Regions from separate parts of the Mus musculus genome. Here regions 2 and 3 are each linked to region 1. Evidence: chromatin contacts called from public Hi-C and HiChIP or PLAC-seq data. All regions are on one chromosome and are shown on one strand. The core of a region is the stretch at or near the end of the contact, and the rest is flanking DNA. Distances in the headings are between cores, read along the strand shown. Region 1 holds the start of Satb1 (special AT-rich sequence binding protein 1). Region 2 has its middle 36 kb from the start of Gm31143. Region 3 has its middle 24 kb from the start of Gm19585.

What was found. A called contact is a pair of places that touch in the nucleus more often than the background predicts. HiChIP or PLAC-seq counts read pairs in DNA pulled down with a chosen protein or histone mark.
Region 2: a Hi-C map of the N1E-115 cell line shows a contact between it and region 1, with 6 times the contacts expected there. The contact joins the enhancer-like site here to the promoter of Satb1 in region 1. A contact is called at or near these places in 1 of 484 Hi-C or Micro-C datasets (the N1E-115 cell line), 2 of 115 datasets of contacts at active chromatin or transcription factors (bone marrow-derived macrophages and embryonic stem cells) and 1 of 9 other capture datasets (adipose tissue).
Region 3: an H3K27ac HiChIP or PLAC-seq map of CD8 T cells shows a contact between it and region 1, with 27 times the contacts expected there. The contact joins the enhancer-like site here to the promoter of Satb1 in region 1. A contact is called at or near these places in 1 of 15 datasets of contacts at CTCF or cohesin (CD8 T cells), 1 of 484 Hi-C or Micro-C datasets (nephron progenitors), 4 of 115 datasets of contacts at active chromatin or transcription factors (CD8 T cells, the SCID.adh cell line, stem cell-derived neural progenitor cells and 1 more) and 1 of 9 other capture datasets (adipose tissue).

Annotation. Positions count from the first base shown.
Region 1 is chr17:51,830,714-51,835,259 of GRCm38.p6, forward strand. Satb1 (special AT-rich sequence binding protein 1) reads right to left here and starts at 1,934. Exons shown (of 11, transcript NM_009122.2): 1 at 1,757-1,934.
Region 2 is chr17:51,496,516-51,501,061 of GRCm38.p6, forward strand. It overlaps the pseudogene Gm46574. Among named protein-coding and RNA genes, the nearest start is that of Gm31143, 36 kb to the right of the region's middle. Within about 2 kb of position 1,921, at least 1 of the 459 cell types and tissues checked has an H3K27ac peak or open chromatin away from gene starts, as enhancers often do. A contact at or near this core is called in the N1E-115 cell line, where this site is marked.
Region 3 is chr17:52,123,076-52,127,621 of GRCm38.p6, forward strand. No RefSeq gene overlaps it. Among named protein-coding and RNA genes, the nearest start is that of Gm19585, 24 kb to the right of the region's middle. Within about 2 kb of position 2,471, at least 8 of the 459 cell types and tissues checked have an H3K27ac peak or open chromatin away from gene starts, as enhancers often do. A contact at or near this core is called in CD8 T cells, where this site is marked.

The DNA.
Region 1 (4,546 bases), core at 684-3,183:
CTGGAGCAGGCAGTGTATGCGCTTACTACTGTTCTACAAAAATAATATGCCATAGAAATAAAGAACCGCTGCTAAGTCATAGCCCGAGTTCCACATGGGAGATTCATAAAGGGTTATAGAGCCAGCACCGCAACCCTTGCTTTCTTTGGATTTAAAGTATGGCATAACTTACTCATCTATCTATCTATCTATCTATCTATCTATCTATCTATCTATCTATCTATCTATCTATCTACCTACCTACCTACCTACCTACCTATCTGGAGAATCTGACTACAAAATAAAATTTCACTCTTTCAGAAAATCCACTCTGGACAAGGTGTAAAATTAAGTAAAGTTTTTGGAAGGCTGAGCTTCTGTCACCAGGCACAAACACTGTAAAAAATCCAGGTACTGCTTAAGGACAGAACCTGACTTCTGGCAGAAAGAGACCAGACTCTTGCTCATTCCCCTCTTCTGTCTTGGGAAAGTTGGGTTCTCTGGCCTCCAAGGATACAAACATGGAACCCCAGCCAATCAATCGGGAGCAGAAAAGGTTCTCTCCAGGGAATTGGGTGTCTTCCGGTCCCTATGGACAAGTGAAATCCACGTCTTAACCCTGGGAATCCTACATGCCTCAGAGAAAGTTCTCCCAGAAAGGGTGCAGAGGTCAAAGTTGTCAACCGGACATTTTAAGAGATGAGCCTGTGGTTGACATCTTGTTAAGTAAAACCTGGCCCTGGTGGAGGCCAGGGTCAAAACCTCTACCCTGAGCTCTAAGCTGCTGTCCTCTTGGTCTTCTGGGATCATCCCAGAAGGGACCTGTTTAGCGCCTTTTGCTGGGCCAAGCACACGCACGTGTCACCATCTGGACCTGCCGCTTGCCCCCTCAGTCCCTTGCATTCGAGCTGCCCAACCCCAGTTCGGCCACCCTGGGAGCTCTGCAATGGAGGAACACTGTAGAAGGCCGCCGCTCTCGGGTGTGTACTGTCGCAGGGAAATGAGGAGTTGCCCCCTGGGCTGCACCTGTGGGGCCACAGTCCCAGCTAAGACACCATGTACCTCCCTCGGCTTCCCGCCCAAGCCCAAACCCGAATCACCCTCCAGGACCGACCCGCGATCGCCGGCGTGGGCTGCACGAGCGCTGTTCTTCGGCTCTCAAACTCTGGGCTCCAACTTGAGCGCCCAGCGCCCGAGTGGCTCTCGGGATAGAGAAGTTGCCACAAACTTCCCAGGCCCCTCTCCACCTCCGCTCGCCACCAGCAAAGTAGGGCTGGCCGGGAAAGAACAGGGGGAGATGAGATGGGAGAGGATGCTAAGTGAACTCCAGATCTGGCGCGCGACCTTTCCAACTCCACCCCGCACCTCGCCTCCTTCCCCGCACCGGGGCTCACTGAGCGGCTCCCTTTTCCCCACTCGCCCGCCGAGGGCTTCCCCCCACGCCGCCTTCGTCCTCTAAAGCGGGCCATGCCCACGACCTGGACTAAAGTGTCTAACGAGGGACTCCTGCCGGGCAGGTGTGCGGGAGAGGCAAAGACGCCAAGTAAGTCCGCATCCCGGCCATGACCCTCACTTCACCAGCCCAGTCCTCCCGAATGTCTGAGCGCGCTCGAGAGAAGGGCCAGCAAGACCCCGGCACGCGAGGGGCGCAGAGTCGCCCCAGCCGGGGCCACTGAGAAGTTTGGATCGGTTCCGCATCCGCAGAAAACGGAGGCGAGCCGGGCAAGAGACCCAGAGCGGGAGCAGCACTGGCAGGGAGCAAAGAAGCGGGACTCACTCAGGCGTGGAACCGGGACAGCGCGGGCCAGCGGTGCGGGCCGAGGCCGGGTCGGCTCCCCGCGCGGGCGCGCCGGGCGGCGGACTTCCCGGGCGGCGGCTGCAGCTGCTGCCACCTCCCCGCCGCCGAGCTGGCGGCCGCCGCGGAAGTTAATGGCAACTTGACTTCAAGTTGTCTCCTCTCCCCATCCGAAGTGGGCGTTTAAAGGGGGCAGAGCGCGGCGAGCAGCGAGCGGGGAGCGCGCGGGGCCGAGGGGGAAGGGAAGGGGCGGGGGCGGGGCGGGGCGCGGGAGGGGGCGCGGGAGCCGCTCGGAGCCCGCAGTGTAGAGCGCGGCGCGGGCGATCGGGGCGCCCCCACGAGAGCCCCCCGACGCTGGCCGGGGGCCGTGCGTGCCTGGGGCGCCGCGCTCTCGCCTCTCGCCCGCGTGGGGGGCTTGCGGACCCCACAGCGGGAGCGACCGGGCCCGGCCTGCCTCCCCCGCGCCCGCGGCCGCTTCTCCCCCTGGCGGCAGGATCCTGGGCGGCCGGTGGCTCCGAGAGCGCGCAGTGGAGCCCGAGCTGAGCCGAGCCCGAGCCACCGCAGCCGCCACATCCCTGAGCGCCGCCCGGGTGCAGGGTCGCTGCGGGAGAGCGACCCCGCGGCCGCCAGGGTAAGTGTGGGCGAGCCCCGGAGCCCCACCGCCCCGGCCCTCACCTGCACCGCCCCCGCCGCGCACCCTCGCCGCCCGCCGCTTCCTCTTGTCGTTGTTTGCCTGGGCTTTGGGGGTGCAGAGCGCGGGGCATTGGTGTGTGTGTGTGCCAGCGGAGGAGGAAGTCAGGTGAGAGGCCTGAGCACAACCCCCGCGCCCCGCAAGCCAGCTTGTGTGGGGTGTGTCGCTCCCCAGTAGGGGCATGCGGGCCAAGTTTTCCCCTCTCTTCAATGTTTGATGGAGAAGATCTTTCCTAGAGGGGACCTCCTTCCCTTCAAACTGATGGGCTCTTCTTGCTATCCTCTTCTCTTGGGCACCCCTATTGAGGAACACATAGTGGATGGAGGAGGAGGGGGCCTCTTGCAGACCCCCTTCTCAACCCCAGCTATTTGCATCAGTATCATTTTCCTGTCGGCAGCTGTAGGTCGACGCACCCAACCAGAAGGAGATGCTTAAGCCACTGTCCAAGTCTCTTCTCCCACCCTGACCCACCCAAAAGCAGGGGCAAAGAGGTCAAGAAATGCGGATTTCGTAGGAGGGGAGGCTGGGCCCAGGGACCTTTTCAACTGGTGAAGCTCCAAAGAACTCTGAAAGGTCAAAGTAGCTGAAGGCTTGGACCCCCAAGCTAGGGAGAAATTGGACTCTATCAACTTTAACCCACTCCCCTGCTACTCCTTCCCCACACAACCCCCAGCTCTAAGGAAGCTATCAACTAACAGGTCTTTTGTTTCCTGTTGTGTCGCCTTTGGGAAATTTGCATTGAACGTGACGATAGAAAATTACTACTGTTTACTCGAAGTTAAGGGGGTTGCAGAACGAAAACAGTTTTTACTTTTCTCTTTGTGTGTTTGGCAAGGAGTGGAGCTGTTAGGTTCGTGGCAGGAATTGCAGAAGCTCAGTTGTAAAAATAAGGACTGTAGAACTGCCTGGGTCTGTTTTTAGCAGCTGCACTTTCTTGCGTTCTTTCACATAAGGCTTGCTCTCTCATTAAGTCCCCATAAATAATTGTATGTGGAGCGAAGGCAGTCAGGGTGGCAGGATTGAGATTGCTGGGAGTTCCATCCCTCCAGCGCAGAGCTGTTTGCAGGCAAGTTCCTGGAAAGTGACTGTGGGCTGAGAATTCAGTTTTTCCTAAAAGCTCTGTCAGGTCCTCTTCTGTCGGTTGCCTATGAATCAAGCCTGACACGGTGGGTGACTAGCGATTTGAGCCTTGGTAGCAAACACGTCGACGGTGCAGTGGGAGTTTTTGTTTGTGTTTTGTTTTTTGGTTTGGTTTGGTTTTTTTTTGTTTTTGTTTTTGTTTTTTTGGTGAGGTCATTCTAAATGAAGCAAAATGACATAGTTCAGGCAGCTTTCTGAGAGCCCCCTCGTCCATCCTTGATTTCCCTAGAATTCTCCAATTTTTTCAACTTTTTTTTTATAATTCAAAATACCATGCCAAAGGCATAAGGACATAAACAAATATGAACTAATTTTCATTTGGGGAACTACCTCCTCCCCCTTCTGCTCCTCCTCCCCTTCTTCTTCCTCCTCGCCCCCCCACCCCCAAGCCAACGAGCCCCCTGGAAAGCAAAGCAAGAAGCTATGGGTGATTACAAAGAGCAAAACAACATAAAACATGAGTTTCTCTTCCTGGCTCAGGTTTTTCCCTTCAAGTCCTGGGTGACTTCAAATTTTCTTGCCTTGATTTGCCAAAGTAGGGACTTGTCTAACTAGGTGCCAGTGTCCCCACTGAGCAGGGCAGGTGAGAATGGAGGCTCTGCAAGCTTAGCCTTTACTGATTATTATTGTGAACATATAAAATTGGAGCACAACAGAAGCCCAAAAATGCATTAACATTTCCTCTTTTATACGCTCATATGCTTACCTAGTAATTCAGCTTATCAGATAAATCCCATCATTTAGAGTAAGGTCTCACTTTGCTTCCAACAGCCTGGATTTCCTTCTCTTCTTCCTTCCTTTCCATCCCTAACAGTCAGTAACAGGCAGTATCTACAAACTCTAAGTTTATAGGCACCCACTCTAAAGTGGCATAAACACACACACACACCTTTTTAGTGTCTAGGTCTAAGGTATTTTGCTATAGGATCCAGCATGAAGTG
Region 2 (4,546 bases), core at 671-3,170, 330 kb before region 1:
ATTAAACATATATTCACTGCAGTATGTCCTTAGATATTTCTTATAGTATCCTCTCCCCAGTCAGATACAGGAATAGATAGACTCTAGGGATATATTTCTAGGAGATCCTTCCAAATCCCCTTTATGTCCTAGGAACTAGAAATCTTATACCAGGGCAAGCCCGGACCATGTATGAAGGGAACAGTCTAGAATGTATATTTCAGTACCACACAGTCGAACTTCCTGCCTGCCTAATGCAAATGCATCCAGGGCAGCATCGAGATAAAAGTGCCTGCCACACGTTTGTGTCTTCACCTTTCAATTGGAATAAAATGATATGTATTTTACCTCGAATTGTTCGGTTAGAATTGTCAAACTCTAACCCCGGTTTCTTTGTGTTGAAGATAAATCTTCAGGATAGCATGGCCTCAGTGCTTTATCACCTGAAAAAGTCAGAGTGGGGTGGAGAATCCAAGTGGAAAAACAAGACAAACTTTGACTGTCATTGTCTGTGTGAATGACCAAGTTAAAAAAAAAAAAAAAACTTTTTGTATTAAGAAGAGAATGTTGCAAATAAGCTTTTTAATGGAATTCCAGTGCACATAGAACAGCTCAGAGTTGTGTCTGCTTGCATTTCTCTTCCCTGTCCATGTCTGGATGGTATGGAATCTGGCAAGGATAGACTGTATCATCAGTACCCAGCATGGCAACCTGCCTATCAAAGGTGCTGGGCCAGATCTATGAAAATGTATAGGACCTGAGGCCTTAGGAACACAGAGAGAAGCACCTAGGCCCAGTGTTAAAGCTGATGGTTTAAAATATCGACTCAAGTGAGATCGATACCATTCAAATGTGGGCTCATTGGCAATATTTTAAGGGGTCTGAGGACCGTTTGGGAGAATGTTTCTAAAAGGGTTCGGTGGGGTCTCACATAAATATAGCTTTGTAGTGACAGGGGACAAAGTGGGATCACCTGATAAACAGAGAGACAATATGAGGGGCTTTTACTATCTATTCACCTATTAGGAGTTATTGTGGCTTACCTGCCGACTGACAAATTTTTCCAAAGCTGTGGGTTATAAACTAAGAGCGCGGCACCATTTTTTCAAAAGCAGACTTCTGTGAGTCTCTGCAGCATTTCTCCATCAGAACTGGTTTGTCTTAAGTTTTAATGCCTTTAGATTTGTGGTCAAGATTTTTAAAAATCGAGGCATTTCACATATAAATCCATACTTCCAATTTCTCTTGGAGATCTGACAATACTGGGAGACCCCCTTCTGAGCCACTGGCTGTTGAGGTGTGGCCTCGAGCAGCAACAGCACTGCCACCTGGAAACCTATGAGCTCCTATAGGGCAGAGCCAAGAAATCTGTGCATTAACAAGCTCTCCAGGTAATTACACCTTCCCTCGGTCCTGGGGATTGAACCTACCACCACTTCTGTGTTAGATGTCTATTTTCAGCCATCTTATGTTATATGTGTGCATGTGTATACGTGTGTGCTATATGTACTTGTTAGTGTTGGTTTATAAATATGTGCACATGGAAGACTAAGTACTAAGTGTCTTTCCTCGGTCATTCTTTTGGAACTGGAGTTATAGGCAGTTGTGAGCCACCATGTGGGTGCTGGGAACCCAACCCAGGTCCTCTGTAAGAGTAGCAACTTAACCACTGAGCCATCTCTTCAGATATCTTTTCTTTTAAGATTTACTTATTTATTTTTTATGAGTATGTGTAAATGCCTATTGCTATCTCTGTATCTATATGCATGTACACATACATGCATGCAGATAGAGATAGAGGTAGAGGTAGAGGTAGAGGTAGAGGTAGAGGTAGATAGAATAATGTTTTTGCAGGTGCTGTTGGTGGCTAAGAGAAGGCATCAGATCCGCTGGAATTAGCAGCTGTAAGCTTATGGGTTCTGAGACCTGAATCCAGATCCCCTGGGAGAAAAGCAAGTTCTCTTAAGCACTAAGCAATCTCTCAAACCCCCTATCCACTTTTTTTTTTACGTTTTCATTTGAGACATTTAATGTAGTTGAACTCATTTTATAGCCCAGGTAAGGCTTTGAATATACGACCCTCTTGCCTTAGCCTCTTGAGTATCTGGGATTGCAGGCCTGTTCCAAGAGGCCTGGCTCTGCCTGGCGAGTCTCTGCCTTGTTTCATTTGAGAAGCAGCTGAGATTATAACCAGGCGGAGCTTGGTGGCATGCGTTGTATCCTTCCTAAGCTGGCCTGTGCATGTATCTAGTTCGTGAGCTTCTGGAGATTTGAATTCCCTCACCTCACCGCAGAAAGGATCACATAATTTCAAGGTACAAGATTTTTCCTGTCTCCAGTGCGGATCTGAGTTCTTAAAGATCTGAGGTCACTGGGAGAGCTTTAGGAACCCAGGATCATCCCCAGGCATATCAGATCTATTAGCTGCTGCCCATGTGGCAGTATGAGAAAACTCAATTAGTACAAACAGATAAGGGCATATTGAAGTCTTGGGAGAAAGAGAGGCCTGGTTTGAGTCCCTAATGCATACAAGTAAAATGGTTAGATAAAGCTTTATTTAATTACACTACAGGCGGGAAGAGAGTCACAAGGCATCTTGGAGCTTTTAAGTGTGTGTGTTTTAATCAATTTTTCAGAATGTCTGTATGGTTTCTGCCAGTTGCCTGGACAGTCATTAATTACTCAGCCTCACCCTAAAAATAAGCAAGTCTCCATCTCATTACGAGGGAACTTGCTACTAAGGCAGCCTCCATTTGTGGGCTAGGACTGTAAGTCTTCCCAGGTGTGAGCCCCACATAGCTGGTTAGCCTTCTTTTCAGTTTGCTTGCCCAGCTGCTACTCTTAGTAGGTGCGCTTGTCTATGACACATAGATCAGACTTAAATTTTACTTCCAGATTCTAGAGATAATGTTTAGCTTCCTAAAAGAATCATAAAGCGATATATATGAATTAGGGCTTATCAGACATTAATGTCTCTTGCCTTTCCTAGATCCAGGGCTGGTTAAGTGGGGTTCTATGGTCAATTTTAGACAATGGCTTGGATCTTAAATAGAAATCTGTGTGTCTTTAGGTCTGGGGCCATTAAGAGAAGACGAATCTCCATGCCTTTACTTTCTCTGCTTTGGTAACATTAGATAATATATTTGAAGTGATGGACTTGCAGACTAGAGGTCACTTGGTTCTTGTTATGATACCTGAGGTCAAGGACAGCCACCTAACACATGCCAGGCTCGGATGTGATTAAAATTTAAGCCTTTTGCAATCTTGACAAGCCAACTGTCATGACTCAGAGAATCTGGCCTGGCTCACTAACACTTAGGGGTTTCAGTGAAGTCAAAATAAAGGAAAGGGCAGCTTGGAGCTTGCCTGTTGTTTCCCCATAAGGGGAGTGGTCAGCAGCTACACAGCACATGGTCTACCTGGACACAGTAGACTAATTCTCTAGGCAGTGATGATGCCTAAGACGATATGGGAATGATTACTGTGGTTTGTGATAAGTTTTCTAAGGTGGATCAAAACTTTGTTAGTTGCCAGGAGGGGGACTTTGTGTCAAATCCATGGAAAAGAAAGGCTAGGATAAGTGGGCGGAGCCATGAGAAGGACAGAAGTGAGGAACAAGCCAGGGGTAGGAAATGAAAACCTAGAAACCTTGGCCCTAAATACATATGGGTAGAGGGAACTGTCCGAGGAAGGCATATAAAACGAGAAGAGGAGCCAGTATAGATGCCAGAAAGGTACCAGTATTAGAGAGCCATGTGGAAAATGTCACAAAGAGTAAAGGAGATGAGGAGAGAGTGGGGTGCATGGGTGTAGGAAAGTGTTAGAAAAGAAAGTATGCTCAAACTTCTCTGACAGAATTGAGAGTGAATCACCACAGCATGGGGGCGTGGTGGCCTCCACTCCACCTGTCTCAGGACAACAGGGCAGCTGAGTGACAAGATATAGGTGAGCTCTTTTTGGCCTTTCAAGTGTGAAAAGCTGGGTTTGTTCTGTCTATGCCCTCCTGGTGTATTCCCTGCTGCCACAGGTACGGAGCAGCTCATAGGTTCCACAGAGCTACCCGGATAACAACCTGGCCAGGGCTACACTTTGTTCTCAAAGCTATCAGAGGCGCCCGTTTGTTTGGAATATCTATGTCTGTCTACCAGGGGCTTCCAACACCCACTGCTCAGGCCCATCTTCGAGCTGCCTGTGAGGTTGTTTGATTGGCTTTTTATTCAGTATCCCGTTAATTTGCTAAACACTATTTTGGTGGTTTGTGGATGTGGAATATAAAAATGTAGTAGGTGGTTAATAGGAGACAAGTTGCAAGAGAACGCTCAAACCTCTGAGCTGCACACACAATACCTACCCTCCGAAGGGCTGGATTCCCCCGGGCTACCGGGGAGCAGCAAAGCCAGATTCGCCATCCTCCTTACGGCTCTCTTTGACCTACTCCTCCCCCTCGGTGCTGTGTGGTGGGCGTACAACTGTTGCAAGTAGGTGGCACAGCTGTTTGCTTTGAGTGCCTCCGTACCTCAGGGATCCCAGCCACACAGTTAACATTGCAGGATGAAAATGGCATTTA
Region 3 (4,546 bases), core at 1,221-3,720, 290 kb after region 1:
TTGCCTGGTGATCCATCCCATGTACAGTCACCAAACCAACACTATTGTGGATGTCAACAAGTGCTTGCAGACACAAGCCTGATACAACTGTCTCCTCAGAGGTTCTGCTAGTGCCTGACAAATACACAGGTGGATCCTCTCAGCCAACCGTTGGACTGAGCACAGGGTTCCCAATGGAGGGGCTAGAGAAAGGATCCAAGAAAATGAAGGGGTCTGCAGCTCCACAGGAGGAACAACAATATGAACCAACCAGTACTCCCAGAGCTCCCAGGGATTAAACCACCAACCAAAGAGTACACATGGAGGTATCCATGGCTCTAGTGTCATATGTAGCAGAGGATGGCCTTGCTAGTCATCAATGGGAAGAGAAGCACTTGGTCCTGTGAAGGCTGTATGCCCTAGTGTAGGGAAATGTCATGGCCAGGAAGTGGGAGTAGGTGGGTTGATAAGCATGGGGTGGGGGGTGGGGGTAAGGAGATAATTATCTAATAACATTAAACCCTATAGCTAATCATGACTTAAGTCAGAAATTCTAGAAATCACATACATTCATATGCGTGAGTATTCGATTGCTTGTCCTGTCTTGTCTGTGTGGGACCATTGCATAGTAGATGATAGCAGTGCTCACATGGGAACACTGTGTGGTGGATCATAGTAGTGCACACACGAGAGCACTGCCTAATGGATGTTTGTAGTGTACACATTACATTTTTGAAGACTGAGCAAGAGGCTGCAAGCTTAACCTCTGGGTGACAGAGGCAGCAGAGTTTCAGGCAGTTTGTATTTGGGAAACAGCTTATATGAGCATGGTGCCTAAGAAGCATTTCATGGAAGGCCTCTGCTGACATACGGCTGGGACTAAGGGAACCTGGAAAGAGGTAGTAACAACCAAGGGACACGCAGCAGGATTGTGTCATCCTTGGAGCTCAAGAGATAAACAACATTAGTGGAACACCATAAGATGACCCATAGCTAAGAGCTCTGCTCCAGAAACTATGACCTTAAAAATGTAATGCAAAAAATGTGTGCTGTGCTGCAAGTCAAAGGATCACAGCTTCCTCTTTTGGCCTCAGTCCTTCAGCAGGGCCACTTCTTAGTAAAATTAATTTGTAATAAAAGGACAAAGTACTCAACTGGGTAGAAATTAGCCTCCTGGAACAGAAGAGAGGACAAGGGACTGGAGAGTGTACTGAAAGGGCACAGAATGTGAGTTCTGATCAACTTTGAAGTGTTGAGTCTTAGAGCAGGTAGAACATCTTGCCAAATACTAATCTTTTATAGCTGCATGTGTTGGCAAAGTACATGCCCCAAACATTTCCAGATTCACCAGTACTCCATTTTATATAGATCAAATCTCAATTTTTCTTTTGAGACAAGGTTTCACATAATGCAGGGTAGCCTTGAACTTACTGTACTGTTAAAACTAACCCTGAATTTCTGATCTTCCTGTCTCTACCTCTCAAGGGCTGGGGTTATACGTGTGCACTACCATGTGTGGTTTCAGATATGATAATTTTGTTGTAAAGGGTACAATACTGTTGAGAGTCAGTTTTGCTATATGTCTTAAAAGCACAAACATAGTGAAGTAAATTAATAGTTAAAATTGTTATAAGGCTGAGTAGTTTTAATATCTTCCATATTGTACCTAAAAGACTATAACTGACTTGTAAAGCATAAGAATTACAGTTATTTGTAACAAATTGCTATTGCAAGACTAAAATGTAACAAACAGGGCATTGAGCAATAGCTTAGTTGTTTAGAGCACTTGCTGTTCTTTAAGAAGACTTTAAGAAGCACTGGTATGGTGGCTCAAAGCTATCAGAAGGGCTTTGGAATTCAATTTATGCTCAGCATGCTCAAGGATTGAGTCAAAACTCAATTATCCATTGGGTCAATCACTGACTCATAGGAGTTGGGAGAACAGAATCCTAGGTTCTTTTCCCTGGGTGAGGTAACTTTGAGGTTATAGCCCACACAGGTTCTCAGCATCCTCCAGTAGAATCAAGCTCCTACCCACCCTGAGAAGTCTTATCCCATAACTTTCTACTGACTATCTGTCTTTTATCTCTTTATTCCCTTCCTCTTCTAGAACTTTCTAGAATCACCTCACTCTGAAGTACATGGACCCGTCTTTCGAATCCTGCTTCTGGGAAAAATGTAAATGAAGACAAAGATGCAGATGAGTTCTAGCCCATGTGTGTTTCCACGCATAGATACGAAACCCCAGCCTCAGCCTTTGCCTTTGAGTGACTTGTGGCTCTTTTATGTATTTCTAATGGCTGTTTACTGTCAGGGGCTGGAGGAGGGACACAAAGCATTTCCAGCATCCCTTATATACCTTGTGGTTGGTTCACAGCCCTCGGCAGCACGCATCCCTAGTCCCAAGATCTCCTGCTGACTTTGAGCTGCCGCTTGTGTAGGAGGGTGGTGAGTAGAGACTGCAGCTTCAAAGCTTCAGAGGTGCAATCATAGGGGAAATTCTGTGGTACGCCTTTTCACCCAGCTGACAGGAATCTAGATTCTCTGACATCTTCTTTGACATTTGTTTGCTTTCTCATGTTTGTAGCTCCAACATATCTTTTTTTTCACAGATTTGATTTTGTCTGTGAAATTTTTCCTGAAAACACTTTCATAGCTTGAGGATCCTCAACACCAGCACCCGGAATTGACTTTCATTCATAGAATTTGTCAGTCGCAGGAATCCTATTTTTTCTTTAATTTTATCTAAGAAAACAAGGTATGTGAGGTGGGAGATTTTCACCTGCTTTATTCCTGCCTATATTCATGGGAGGAATTCAGTTGATATTCATTGAAAAAACAAATCATTTAGATACCGAAGGCAGCATACATGTCTGTAAATGGCTAAGTCCACACATGGGGACCCTGAAAAGCTGCTGAGTCAGTTGTCTTTGTGGTGTATTTGCCTGAGTCATATTCTAGAGCACCAGGCTGTGCTAGGAGACAATGATCATTCTAGAAATAGAAAATCATTTGGACATCCTAATCTGACTATTGAATACGCAGAGCATGGTTTCTGCAGCCTATTAAATTGCTGATGATCTATAAAGACTATAGACTGACTTGGAATTTAGTGTGTTTTAGGACCCCAGAAATTTCAAAGTGCTCCAAACAAGTAAACACGGAATATCAAGTTGTATTTAGCCACTATATATCCTACATATTCTGCTTTGTTTCGTGGATTTGTTGGGTCTCATGGATAAGAGTCCTCCTGTTTATTTTTTTTTGCAGCTCAAGATTTTTCCTCTTGTATGTTGATAAATACCTTGTGGTTCCCTACAATATAACACCCGGTCTCTTAGTATTTTTGTTGCTATGATAAAATACTCTGAGCAAAAGCACCTGATGGAAGGAAAGGATTTGTTTGGCTTAAACTTCTGGGTCATAGTCCATCCCTGAGGGAATTCAAGACAGAAACTCATGCAGAGTTTGAAGTAGAAACCATAGAAGAATGGTGCTTACTGGCCTATTAACTTATGCTTAGGTAGCTTTTTTTTGTACAGCCCAAGGACACGTGCACTAGAAACAGAGCAGCCCACATCAGGATGGGTCCTCCTACATCAATTAATAACAAAGACAATCTCTCACAGACATGTGAATAGGCCAATCACATCTGAGCAATGCCCCAGCTGTGTCTCCATTCTTGTGACTCAAGGTTGTGTCATGTTGGGAGTTAAAGATTTTGGGATACTCACAATTGGACAGAAATAGACCACAGAAATCCACAGTGGAATTAAGTCTCTCCAAACCTTTATGCTGAATATTAAAAACTCAGGATGGAGAGATGGTTTTGCCATTAAAGACTAGGCTCACAATCCAAAATTCAGATAGTATCTTTATATTCTATGATAGTCTGAACATAGGAAAATATAGGTTGGTAAATTTCTGGGAGCTTACAAGAGCAGAATGGGAAGGAAAAAATCGACAAGAATAGCTCACAGGGGGCCCTAGGTTCAGCAAACTATTTTACACACTCCATCTTGATGTGGCCACATGGCAGTGATGCTTACTCCATTGAATTTACTTATAAAAGTAGAATTTTATTCTATGTAAATTATACCACAATGGAAAACAAACTGCCACCGAAGTAACTTTATGAGCATATTATAAACTACAAGTTGGTTTCTCTAATTATGGGACTATTCAGTTCTAATAAATGTTTTACATCACCTTTGTGACACTGGGAATCAACTCTGGCCTCTGGACATGCTACTGGTCTTAGCTAGGGTTTCCATTGCTATGAAGAGAGACACCACAACCAAGGCAACTCTTATAAAGGCAAACATTTACTTGGGGCTGGCTTATACTTTCAGAGGTTCTGTCCATTATCATCATGGTAGGAAGCATGGCAGTATGCAGGTAAACATGGTGCTGGAGAAGCTGAGAGTTCTACATCTAGATCCAAAAGCAGCCAGGAGACTGGCTTCTTCAGGCCATTGGTAGAAGGATCTCTTTCTTCTTCACTGGGTGAACTTATTACCTCGAAGCTCACCCCACAATGCTGAACTGCCTCCCACAAGGCCACACC